Linked DNA regions of Gossypium hirsutum: region 1 is linked to region 2. The links are chromatin contacts, called in public Hi-C maps. All regions are on one chromosome and are shown on one strand. Each heading gives the region's core, a stretch centred on a gene start, on an enhancer-like site or on the middle of the called end of the contact. The rest is flanking DNA. Distances are from core to core; before and after follow the strand shown. Region 1 holds the start of LOC107942963. Region 2 holds the start of LOC121207720 (GATA transcription factor 8).

Region 1 (6,692 bases), core at 66-2,565, 270 kb after region 2:
CAATTCTTTCCTTAATATCAAAATTCCAACAGTGCTCTATCGGCCATAGCAACTTTGGTTGTGCAAATAGTATGAAGATTCCATGAAGTCATTAAAGATGAAGATCAACTTATGTGAAGATAAGAGATGGCTCCTTATCGACACTACATTAATCTAGAAGTTATTATTTGCAGCCAATATATGGGGGCTGGTTCATGGGATGTGTACGTGACTAAATTTGCCCGGCCCGTCAAAAAACTCAATAGTGACAACAACCCAAATACAAAACCAAGTCTTGTAGGCCCAAAACTAAAACCTAACACAAAAATACAGCCCAAAACATAAAACAACACAAAAACCCTAATAGCCTAAGGCGCCTCGCCTCCATGTGCGCCCTCGGCACGCACGACTCCCAAGATTCGGCCCCGTTGCACCAAAACGGCCATCTACAATCCTGATGACCCTTGGTGTACCTGCAAAAGAAAGCAAAAAAGGAAACAAAGAAGGACAACAAGAACGAAAGCAGAGAAGCAGAGATAAAAATGCATAAACTTTAATAATAACAGCAAATACACAGTGTTGTAAAGGCTACAAAAGCTAGAATCGACGATGTAAAAGGGACCCTTTTTTTTGTTACACAATTAATCAAAAATTCGAAGCAAAAAGGTGATTTTTCTTTTTCGACTTAACATTTTTGCAACTTTTTCTTGTTTTTTTTCTTTCGCTTTTATTCTTTGGGGACTGTTTACAAAGAAAAAGAAAGGGATAATAGAGAGTGACTCACCTGAGCTTTGAATCGTCGGTATACATCAGAGTTTCTCCTTCGTTAAAACTGAATCTAACAAAAGGGGTGATACTTTCTTTTTGATTCTTTGCGGTTGTAGGTGTTGGATCCTCAAACACAGATCTAAACGGTGTTAAAGAACGAGTAGACCACCCTCCGTCGACCACCGTTTGCTGTGGCTGCATGGCGGCTAGAGTTTGGCTTCTTTAAGGTTCAGATAAATAGGGGGATGGGGCTATGTTTTAGAAACGGAAGCAAAAAATGAAAATAAACAACAGAGATTGGTTTAAATACTGAAACAAAACGGTGCCGTTTTTGCACCAAAGAAATCAGTGTTGAAACCGCGCCGTATTGGACCCGTGACCCGTGACCCGATTCGTCTCCCTTGAGAATCCGCGTGTTTGCGGTGAATGGGATAATTGCGTGATAACCCTTCTGGTCTTGCTGCGCCTCGCAATGTGGCCCTACTTGCTTCTTTTGTTTTTTTTTTTAATTTAGTTGCATATTTTTGCGTTCAGTTCAGATCGGTCCTTTGAAACGATGCGTTTAGAAGGGTGGGAATATTTTCCCAATCCGCCCCTCAATGTGTTAGCGCATTTAAATTGGTCTGCTATTTTGGTTTTATGTCCGAATTTCTCCTTTGATTTTACCTAGATCCCGATTTAGTCCTTTTGTTCTAATTAATAATTAATTAATTAATTTATTTATTTACTTGTTCATATGTTCATTATTCTTTTATCTTATTTGTTTGCTCCTTCGTTTACCTGTTCATATATATATATATATATATATATTATACATTCATATTTTATTATAATCCTTGTGTCCATTTGTTTGTTGTCTTTTCGTTCCTCTTTAAATTTTTGTTTTGTTTTCATTTAATTATTTTATTTATAATTTTGTTATTGTTGCCACTTCAGCATCTATCATTATTACTTCATTGTTATTTATTCCTTTATCCATTTATTATCTTTTTATATATGCATATATATATATATTTAAAAGGAAACTGAATTATTTATACTACCTATTGTTATTATTATTACTCTTATTACAACTATTTATATTTATTTATTTACTTATGTTTTATTACAAATTATACTTTAAATTTCATTTATTGGTTCTTTACTTCCAATATTTTTAAATCATTTCCCTTATATTTATTTATTCATTACCTTATTATTATTCTCCTCACTATTATTTATTTATTCCCTTTTTACTTATTCATATTTATATGTATTATTATTGTTATTTGGTTGTTAATATTACTATGACTATAGTTGTTTTATATTATTGCATTATTATTCCCCATGAACTATGTTTAGATATGATTGCTTATCTTTGTATTATGCTTCAAAATAACTCGTGTCATTTTAAACTTACGTTTGATAAAATTTTTAAGAAACAAAAAAATTTTCGAAGTAAGACAATGTTCTGTATTTAGAAATTCGAGAGATCGTGCCCTAATGTACTGGGTTTCGATTTTCCTTGTTTGATCTAAATGACCGAATAACCTTTTAAAATTAAAATATGTGAGTTTTGAAAATCAAAGGACCAACTTATTCTCGAGGGTCTGAAATGTTGCATTCTAACGTACTGGTTGTGGCATTTTATTACTTCGAGACAAGAAGGTTTTTGGAATCTATTTTGATTTACTCAAGCAAATTTTTCGCATAGATCAACATAAAAAAGGGATCGTATTCTAAATTTTTTTCGAATTTTTAATTTTCAACATTAAGACATTAATTAATCAATTAGGTACCAATTTTGGGTGTTACAAGGATGCTAATCCTTCCTCGTACGTAACCGACTTCCGAACCCATTTTTCTCAAATTTCGTAGACCAAAATCGTTGTTTTAGTAAATCAAAATTTTTTATTAAAATGACCAAATTTCTAGGTGATCCAATAACACCCAAACAAAAGGATTGGTGGCGACTCCCAAAAAAATAGTTTCGACAGGATGCAAACACTGTACTAAGAGCACCCTGTTTAAAGTGAAGAACTTTGTTGAGCACATTTTGTAATTCACCTTTTGAGTGATTTTGTTATTTACGTATGCATTTAATAATGATTTTCTTCTTATTTGGGAGTTCGTTTGATCCATAAACGAATCACCAATAATACGTTATATTATTTAGTTGATGAGATGAGGCGGAAACTTTCAGGATGGAAAGCGAAGACATAGTCGTTGGCTGTTCGTATCACTCTTGCAATGCAGTCGAACTATATTCGTTAAGGGGTTTGTTTTTAAGTAGAAAAAAATAGGCAACTTCATATGGGATCTTCCAATGAGAATAGATGTCTAATCAAATGGGATGAGATCTGTCGAAATCAAGCTAATGATGGTCTAGGCATCAAAAGTTTGGATAAGCAAATAAGGCGTTTTTGATGAAGATTGCTTTTAATCGTCTTCCAGAAAAATCATCTATGCTCGGATACTTCGCACAAAATACAAATGGGTCGGAAATCTTCCTTTGGTTGCTACTAGGTTTTAGAGAGGTGTTTGTGAGGTATGGGAGGAGGTAAGGCAGAATATCATATGGAATGTTGGGGACGGGATGCAAGTAGATTTCTGGAGGGATCAATGGGTGCCAGGCTGCGGTCCCCTATTAAATTACGTCCAGGTCCCTGTACTTTTTCATGAGATGCATGGCACCGTACGTTGCATGGTTAGGAATAGTGGGGAATGGGATTGGGGATTATTCACACATTTAATCCGTTATAACATTGTGCCTCGCGTTGCAGCTATAAAGCCTCCATCGAGTATGGACCAAGATCTGGGGGTTCTTGATGGTCTTGAAGTGGCTTGGTCGATGGGATGCAGGCAACTAGTGTTGGAGGTGGATAACTTAACTGTCGTTAAAGTTCTCAATGCAGAACTGGGGAAGGTGCAACTACTAGTCTTGGAAGAGCTATTCTAAACGTTCTCAGATGTGCATGGAGAGTGGAGGTAGCACATATTTACCGAGAAGCTAACATGGTGGGAGATCTACTGGCGAAGCTAGCAGCTGAGCATGGAGTGGGAGTCCAGATTTTTTCAGAAGCACAGAATGAAACACTGCATCTTCTGCATGAGGACAAGAATGGCAGATCTATAAGCAGGAGTGTTCGTTTGTGATTTTTGGTTGTTCGTTTTTTATCGCATTTAAAAAAAAAAAAACTTCTATGAATAAGGCCTCATAAAAAATAATAATGATTTTTGGTAGTACATATTTCGTCGTACGTGAATTTTATCCCCTTTTTTCTTTTATTTGCGCTTGATATTAATTTAAACTTATTTTCTGGCTGTTTATTCGAATATGTATTTGTGCTGTGATCTCTTAAAATATTTACTATATATTTACAGTTTTAGTTGACAGGATAAATGGATTAATCCCAAAGCAAGTAGAACCATAATTAAACAATAAAGCATCACAAAAGAGAGAATACCTTAATCAACGCGATTTGATTATTATTGTGAAGAATTACAATTACATCAACAATTAGACCATTAAAACACTTAAAACTCAAAACCCAACAAAAACATACAATTTTCTCTAATATCTTACCTGATAAACACTTTTACTATGTATGTAATTCAGGATCAGAATTACAAACTACATATGATGTATGTAAAGTTCTTGCTTTTATTTAGCAGTGGAGGTTAAGGATGGTTTTTAAGGAGCTTTGCAGTAACCAGGAGGAATGGTTCCCGGTGGAACATCACAGCCAAAAGGAGCAGCTTGAGAAGGAGGATCTGGAACAGCTCCAGCAGGCCAAATTTGCATAAAAATCAGGAGTAAAACTACAGTGACGACTTTGCCAATGAGGAACAAATCTTTCATTCTTAAGGATTGTTTAGTGAATTAGTGACAATATATACTTCGCTATACTAGAGCTGATATAAATCTACCAAGGTTGGGGTTTTTGTAGGGTTCTGATATTGTAAAAACTCGCACCATGGCTATGGTTATATAGAAGATGAAGCGGAGTTGATGGCGAATTTACCATGATTTCTTCTTCTTCTTTTTCTTTTTCATTTTATTTAGACCATGTTTACAATTTAGACCGACTATTGCTATGGTTCTAATATCTGGAAATCATAGACTTTGTCAATACCTTATTATAAGAGTAAAATAAAATTTAAAAATTTTTAGAACATAAATTATTTAAAAACTAAGCATATTTTTTAACCATTAATTTTTAACTACAAAATCTTTTTTGAGTTTACTTCCACTTTGTTTCAGTGACTTAAGAAATTTTTGCGAGAATTCTCAGTTTGCGATAGTAAAGCTGATTATGGCAGATTTAAACACAATGAATCAACTAAGATTATATGGTTTTCTAGACGAAAGTTCTAATCCCATGACACCAGAATATAGATAAAAGAGATATAATTTATAGAATAATTGGTGAAACTTTAAGTTTCTATGAACTAATTTATTTATCATGTAAGTGCAGTCTCATTCATCATATTATACTTATAATTTGTTCTTCAACGTGATTGTGAAGTAACGGGTCATGTATGTATATGGATTTTTATGAATGCGCTAGAGATTTTGTTATAAATTTCACAGAAGCAGTGACGAATTTAGGGGTTGGCAAGGGCTCCGACCTCCAAATTTTGTCCAGCCCCTTAAATTTTGTAAAAACATTATTAAGTTCCTTTTAAGTTCTAAATTTTTTATTTATTTTAATATTATAAGTAGTGTTTAAAAAAGACCAATTTTATGTTTGGTCCCAAAATTTTTTTAATTTAATTTCTTTTATAGAATTTATAGTTTTTTATAATAAATTTAATAACATTTTTAGTTTAATTGGATAAACTAATCAAAGTAGTATCTAAGTATTAATTTGGCAAAAGTAAAATTTAATAATTACAACATCTAAGTATAAATTATATCTAAATATTAATTAAGTAAAAATATAAAGTTAAATAATTATAATATCTAATGCAAATTGAACATTTAATGCATTTTATTTTTCGAACCTACTTTAAACTTATATATTTTATAAAAATATCCCGACCTCCTTTATCAACAATTCTAACTTCGTCCCTACATTGAATCAGCCTTACTTCACACTATATAAAAAAATACGTTATTTTAAGAAAAATTAATTATGAAATCGCATTCATGATTAAATATTCTGATATTATATTCAATTATTTATAAAATCGAGATAGAAAACATAAAATATAATATCCGTACACAAATTATTATATCTTCCCCTAAAATTTCTTCATTTGAAAAATCCAAGTCTAAGTAAAAAATGATATTATAAACCGCTGGTTTTGAAATTTCATATAAAATATGTTTCATTATCTAGACCTCTACGAGAGGAAAGGGACAAGATCATTTGTTTATAGTAAGTTCAAGCTTATTTGAACAAATATTAAAGGGGAAACCTAGTAATTTTACGGTAATTTTATTTTATTACTAAGTCCTTATATCATATTCAATAGGCCTATTCAAACATCCACTATACAATAAAAAAATTATAATTTGGATAGTATATATCATCTGTATATATTAATTTTAACTCTAAATTAACTTTTAAAAATGATTAATTAAAATATTTTCTTTTATTTTTTTTTTTGAAAAACTTCACACTAGGCTTTGTATTAAAAAATAAATAAACATACATAGTATAAACCCAAATAGAAACAGAATACCCAATAAACAGCTAAAAAAAGGGCCCAAATCTAAAGTGGCCCAAAAACTAAGTAGAAAAAATAATCAATTTGCCTAATTAATGCTCAGTCAGAAAATACTAAAAATCGTCTTGTCATCTGAATATCATTTCAAATTTTTTCTTTTGACGGTTCAGTTTTTTGGGAAAGTTTGTTCTTTCAAAAAACCGATTCTTCTGCTTTTCTTTACTTTCCTCTCATTTCTCTTCTTCCCCTTCCATTCTCAATCCGGTTCTCGTCTCCAATCCTTCGTTGAT
Region 2 (6,974 bases), core at 1,258-3,757:
AATCACAAATAAAGTAACAAAAAAATTGTGCTTATATTCTCAATTAACACTAATTCTAAATTCGATTATTGAAAGAAAAAGAAAACACAAACTAAAGAATTTGAGTTTTTCCATGTCATGAATGAAACCCTTTTTCCCCACTTTTTATTAAATTTATTTAAAATTTTATCGAAATTTAAACACCTTACAATGGGAGGCATTTATGATAATAATAAGTTGTTCCATCCCACTTCAAAATTTAGTGGTCAATATCGAATACCAAAAAAATGTGGGATATATCTGAAAACAACTCATTGATATATAAATTAAAAGTAAAAATGTGTCTCTATTATTATACTCAGAAATAAAAAATAAATAAATTCATGATTGGTCTAAATTTATGGAACCAAAGGTGCATCTCAACGTGTTTTGAAAAGCTAAAGAAAAATGGTGAGTTAGTACGATGATTAGGATATTTACTATTTTAATTGTGGTTTGGGTTTAAGTTACGTTAATTATGTTATTGTTAAGTTTTTATTCTTTTCTTATAATTCACTTAAAAAAAGTTAAAAAAATGATTAAGTCAACTCTTTATTATTTAATCCCCATGAAAATAAATTTGTTGCAATTAATAAAATTTAATAAAATGGAATTCTATGCAATCACTTCAATCAATTTTTATTTATTGTAGTAGATTTATCAGCACACACGCATTACAATTACGTTATTAACTAAAACTAATTACTTATTGGAAGACAATATTAAATTGTTCATAAAAAAATTAATTAGTATCAAATGAACAAATAACTTTAATGCAACATCATTTATTATTAATTATTATACTTTATACAAGTGAAGCTTCTATTTTGAGAATAATTAGATTTTTTTAAAAATTTACATGCAATACTACTTTCAAGAGCCACCAAGTAAAAGAACAAAAAATTAGAAATATGCAAGATTATATTTTTCAAAGAAAAGGATTTAAGTTCAATAATTTTAATTTGCGAATTGCTAACTATTAATTATATTAGAACAAATTTTCCTAAAATTCGAAAAATAAAACCCTTTTTTAACTTAAAAGTCTTGAGAGATTTTTAGATACTTTTAAGAGAAATTTGTAAAGTATCACTCACTTAAAGTCGAAAAACCCTTCAGTAAAATCGTTATTGTCCTCCAATTGGGAATTGTTTCTCAACTCTATTAAAATCTTATTCGGTTTTATAGAGTGATTTTATCAATGATGTAAGAGCCTAAAGATGCATCTTACTCATAAAGTGGAAGCATCTTGTTTGATGCCTGAACAAACTGAGCCATGCACAATTGTGCACGGTTGAACTCAAACCCATGCACTATAACTAGCTCAAACAACAATTAACGTCTTATAAGCTACATGGCATGAGTTCACAATGGTGGGCACAGTTTGCCTATTCAAACACTTAGTGAGATATTTTTTATTTACTAAACTCGCTACTTCTTCAAATTCTCGATAAAATTACTTTGCTAAGTTATTCAAGTTCTCAATAGAGTCAATAAACAAAACTTGCATAGGAAACAATAATAGATTTGTTGAAATTCGGCCAAATTCAAACGAACGACACTTCTCCAAAAGAAGTAGCAAATCCATAAAAAATAATTATTTTAGCAAAAATAAAAAGAATATAAAATATCCAATTAATTTACTTGGTTTTAAAAAAATCTTGGGTATATATAAAAACCGCGTTAGGTTAATTGACAAAAGAGAAAATAAAAGTTGTATTTTTATGGGAAATAGGTGGCAAATCTAATCCACACGGGAATTTTAAACTCCAAGTAAAACAAACCCCACGCGCAGTTTTCTATTTCCACGTCAACAGTCCCAATGATAATTTGCCACGCAAGCCAAATTCGGTGTACTTCCATTCAAGTCTTATTTACACGCGCTACTTGTTTCTTTTGACTTAGGGTAGTTAAAAAATTAAGGGGTAAATTAAGTTGGTCGTTTCTTCACATGTAATAATAATGGTAATTAATTCTGAAATTTACTTCAAAGTTTATTATAATTAAATTTAATAATCAAATATCGATCGAGTCTTAATTCGATTAGTATAAATATTATTATTAATATAAGAGGATGTAGATTCAAATATGTTGAAGCGTATTTTTTACTAATAATTTATTAAATACTATCCTATTATAAAATATATATAATTAACTATTTTTCTTAAATTCATGAAATATAAATATTTTAGGTAAACTTATGATTCTTAATTCACTCATGAAACTAAAACTCAAAACCTTTCTTATGATTGTACTAACAAAACGAACTCGTAATTAAATATGTAAATAGTGCTCTAATAAAGTTCACGTTTTTGCCTCCATTTTATTCAAACAAATTATTTTTTAAAATTTTGTAAAAAACCCCAAAATTTGATTTTTTTTTCTTGATATCTTTTAATTTTTAATTGAAAACCTTGGGTGGAAAAAAATTGAAAATCTAGAAAAAAAAAAAGGATGGGACCCAAAAGGAGTAATAAAAAGAGAGAGAAGCCTTGAAGATGAAGACATAAAGAAGAGTAAAAGACAGCTAGCAATGAAGGAAAGGATGCTGAGTGCTGACCTACCATAAATCCTCCCTTCCCTCTCCTTTTTATCCTTTGTTTCCCTTTCTCTCTCCCCTTCAATTTTCCTCTCTTTCTTCTTCAAAGGTATTATTTTCTCTCCTCATTGCCTTTGCTCACACTATTACTCATTTACATGACTGATTTTGGACCAATATGAAGTTGGGTTTTTGGAACTTGTTTCATTGGAGTTGAAAGTTTTGATCTTTTTGAACGTTGGGTTTCTCAATGAGTTCTTGTTTTGGTGGGAAATTGGGAATTTTTTGAATTCTTTTTAGCTCCCAGTTTAACATTTTCAGTGAGTTTTGTTGGTTTTTAAAATTGGGTTTGTTGTTACATTGGAAATTTTAGTGTCGGCAGGGAGTATGGTGTTCAATTATGGGTCCAAAAATCATTTCTTTTTCCATGAATGATACCCTGTTTGGTAGCTGAGAAAACAGAGGAATTGAAACTGAATTTTTGAGAAGTGGTTTTCATTAGCTCAAAAAGTTTATTTCAGCTAGCATTGTAGTCTTTTATGTGCTAACAATTTCACTTTTTTTTTGGTTGCAGGTTTCTCGAACAATTCTCTTCATTTTCCGGGAAAATTATCTCCTGTTTCCCCAGAAAAGTTTTGCTCACTTAGTAACGAAAGGTTTGCTTCATAATCCCTCCATTTTTTTGTTCACTTTTGAAAATAGAATTTTAAAAATCAATAATCCTCCCACCACCTTAAAAAAAAAAAATTTTAGCTAGCATTGGACCACCTTGCACTAACTTAGAAAATTTTAATTTTTACTTCACCTTCCATTTGAGCAAATAAAATAAAAAATTTTGGAACATAAAAACAAATTTGTATTAAAAAAAAATCTCAAATACTTCCAAATTTCAATTCAAAATTGCTCAAATTTGAAATTTCAATTTTCAAAATTGTATTTTTCAAAAAAATTCATATGCTAACATGCGCCACACGGCTCAATCATTTTAGCAGTGCCCGCTTTTCAATAAAGAGAGACATTCACATGCAAAATTAACATTATTAATAATAAATTTTACATTTTCTTTTCTTGACAGGTTTATAAATTTCTTAAGAGAGAAATTATTAACATAAAGAAACCATGATTGGACCAACCAACTTCATCGACGAGATAGATTGCGGCAGCTTCTTCGACCACATAGACGATCTCCTCGACTTCCCTAACGAGGATGTCGAAGCTGGTTTCTCCGCCGCTGATTCCGCCATCAACGCCGCCGCTTTTCCCAGCATTTGGACTGCTCACTCCGAGTCATTCCCGGGTTCTGACTCAGTTTTTTCCAACAACAGCGCTTCCGACCTCTCCGCCGAACTCTCTGTTCCAGTTAGTGTCTTAAAGTCCATATCACCCAAGATTAAAGTTTAGATTTTTTTTGAAAAAATATTATTTTTATGATATCTGATTGTCGGCTACATTGGTCGAAAAAAAGTGGAATACAGCCAACAGTTTTGCATTATTTGAAGGCATAATTATTGCTTCGGTTATGTAAGTCACATGATTTGTCATGTGATTAGTTATGCATGCCTTTGTTGGAAAATATAATGTTTATGTGTTGTGGGGTCCACTTAATTGGTACTTAAATAATACTTTTTTGGACAAATATTTTTAATTTAATTTAATTTTCGTCCATTATTTTTGATTGATTTTGCAGTATGAAGACATCGTTCAATTGGAGTGGTTGTCAAACTTTGTTGAAGATTCAAATTGTGGAGCAAGCTTGACAATTAAGAAACAAGAGCCTAATTCAAACAATAAGGACTCACCATCCCATCATGATCATGATCACCATCAATTCCAGACATCCAGTCCGGTTTCGGTCCTCGAAAGCAGCAGCTCTTACTCCGGCGAGAAACCGGTTGCCGCCCCCGGGAAGTGCGGACGTGCGCGTAGCAAACGTCCCCGTCCCGCTACTTTCAACCCTCGTTCAGCGATTCAGCTTATCTCCCCGTCTTCGTCCGTCAATGACAACGACGTTCCTCAGTCGTTGTTTGTCCCCAAGGTGCCATCCGACTCCGAGAACCACGCTGAGTCTCGGCTTCTGATCAAGTTGCCACGACAAGTTAACCCGGAACACAAGAAGAAAAAGAAGATCAAGTTGACACTCCCAGCACCACCACCACCACCTACTGATAACAACACTACTCAAAATCCATCTGTTAGGAAATGCATGCATTGTGAGATAACAAAGACACCTCAATGGAGGGCAGGACCAATGGGACCGAAAACCCTTTGCAATGCATGCGGAGTCCGGTATAAATCCGGCAGGCTCTTTCCCGAGTACCGACCGGCGGCGAGTCCGACGTTTATCCCGTCGGTGCACTCGAATTCTCATAAGAAAGTGCTGGAAATGAGAACCAAATGTGGGACAGCTGATGCACCAGAAATGATCCCAAATAAAAGCAACCCAGCACTAGATTACATATGAAGGGAGGGCTTTGGAGAATTTTGGAACCCTAATGTTGATGGGGTTAAAACTTTCACAATGTTTCCCCCATCCCAATCTCTTTTAATCTTTTTTTATGTGTTTATTTTTGTTATTGTTATTTTTATCTCTTTGTTCATTGTTTTATTTTTGTATAGGGTTGGAAATGGGGGGGAAATTGGAGCAATACATGACAAATATTTTAGAATTGTAGAGAGGGGTTTTAATGAGAGAAAGAGAAAGGGTTTAGGGGAAAATGGAAGGTTTTAAGGGTAGCAAAAGTTGTAGGTTTTTTTTAGTAATGAGTAGGTCCTTCAAAGGTTATTAATTATTGGAGTCTTTATTTTCTTTTTAATTTTTTTTCCTATTTGGGGATTCTTTTTGCAGTGAAAAAAAAATCATCTAAATTTCCCTTTTAAATGCTTAATTTCTATACTTTTTGTGTTTCTTTCTTCATTAACAATGAAATATAAGTGAAATGAAAAATAATTCATATTTAAGCCTTTTGGATTCTAGCAAATGGTAGTTGGACTTATTTAGAAATTACCCATTTTGAGGAAAAGGAGACCACAAAATTGTTAAAAATAATATCATTTGAGTGATAAAACCCAAAAATTTAGAAAATGAAAACAAGCCATTAAAAGACATTCTTGAATTTCAAGCAAGAATAAGGCTTCACATTGATATCATAGTTGATCAACCAAATTGGACCCAGAAGTCCCTTATAATCTAAGTTAAGAAAATGTTAACTTCTGTTAAAACACACACCCCAAATTTGTTGATCAAATCATTAGTGAAATTTCAAAAAATTTATATTCAAGTTTTTATATGATATCAATATCTTGTTCGATAAATGAATTAGCTAATTTGGTTAGATAATCAAAATCAAGTTGTAATCATTAGTATGGTTGTTATGAAGGGATTTGGCAAAATGTCTCAATCCTCCTAATCTCACTCAATGCTACCAAACTAGAGGCAAAATAAATGAAGGGTTTTTACCTTGATTGTATAGGAAATGATTAGTAATATTAAAAAGCATGGGAAAAATTGAAAATAAAATCAATGAATGGCAGTTGCTTTCATTATTTTTAAAGTTGATTTGGACATTCTAATCATATGGTTTGATACTTGTTGGGGGGATTCTTATTTTAAAGTAATGCTTGCATTTTGAACAAAAATTTTGAAATTTGATAGGACAATATACCACCAATTGAGAATTGTGTCAATTCTATCACCAACCACATAAAATTGCCTCCTTACCTTTTATGAATGTTGTTCAATCAACTAATCCAGGCTGTGATTAATGTTGAGAGGGCAGCAGTTTTGGTCAAATTTAGGGTTCATCTTAACGTTATTTATATATTTTAAGTTATTTTTAATAAAATTTTATAATCTCATGACTCTAATATTAATATTAATAAAATTGAATTGAAATGTTCTTACTTACAAATTTTACAACTTGACGGAATCCAAAACTAATTTGTTCTATCCTTAGCATTTTAGATCATGTTGTTGGTTATTTAGGATTTCTTTCATGAATTCTAGTGTTTGGTCCATTGGTCAATGATATTTATCTTCATCTTCACATTATGGGATCAATTAACAAGAAATGTTTATTAATGATGTATGTGGTAGTAATTTACTCTTGTCAATAGATCATCAAGAGGAGCATTTAGATTAAACGAGATATAATGATCAAATCTTTTTTCTAAAAACAACTTATACACCATGAATACTTCTACATACGCACGCATTATTAACAGGCAATTCATGCGACTCAAACCCATGATATGAGTATAAAAGTAAACACCGTTAACCAATGAATACGGATTCGAAATACAATGTTGAATTGAATTTTTGTTTTCCTAAATCCACCTAAGGGGATTCATCCGCTGCCAAAACGTTTGTTAATGAGACCAATTATGTTAGGGCATATGCAAGAATATTGGATGAATAGAACAT

Evidence for each region. Hi-C and Micro-C count contacts between places; a contact is called where the count stands out from the background.
Region 1: a Hi-C map of leaf shows a contact between it and region 2, with 1.9 times the contacts expected there. The contact joins the promoter of LOC107942963 here to the promoter of LOC121207720 in region 2. A contact is called at or near these places in 2 of 34 Hi-C or Micro-C datasets (both in leaf).

The regions. Positions count from the first base shown.
Region 1 is chrA10:111,653,075-111,659,766 of Gossypium_hirsutum_v2.1, forward strand. LOC107942963 reads right to left here and starts at 1,316. Exons shown (of 2, transcript XM_016876696.2): 1 at 764-1,316; 2 at 99-452. The coding sequence starts at 948. The coding sequence ends at 296. LOC107942962 (a long non-coding RNA gene) reads left to right here and starts at 6,503. Exons shown (of 4, transcript XR_001695944.2): 1 at 6,503-6,692.
Region 2 is chrA10:111,379,848-111,386,821 of Gossypium_hirsutum_v2.1, forward strand. It overlaps LOC121207720 (GATA transcription factor 8), which reads left to right and starts at 2,508. Exons shown (of 4, transcript XM_041078089.1): 1 at 2,508-2,663; 2 at 3,129-3,210; 3 at 3,630-3,913; 4 at 4,242-5,367. The coding sequence starts at 3,674. The coding sequence ends at 5,015.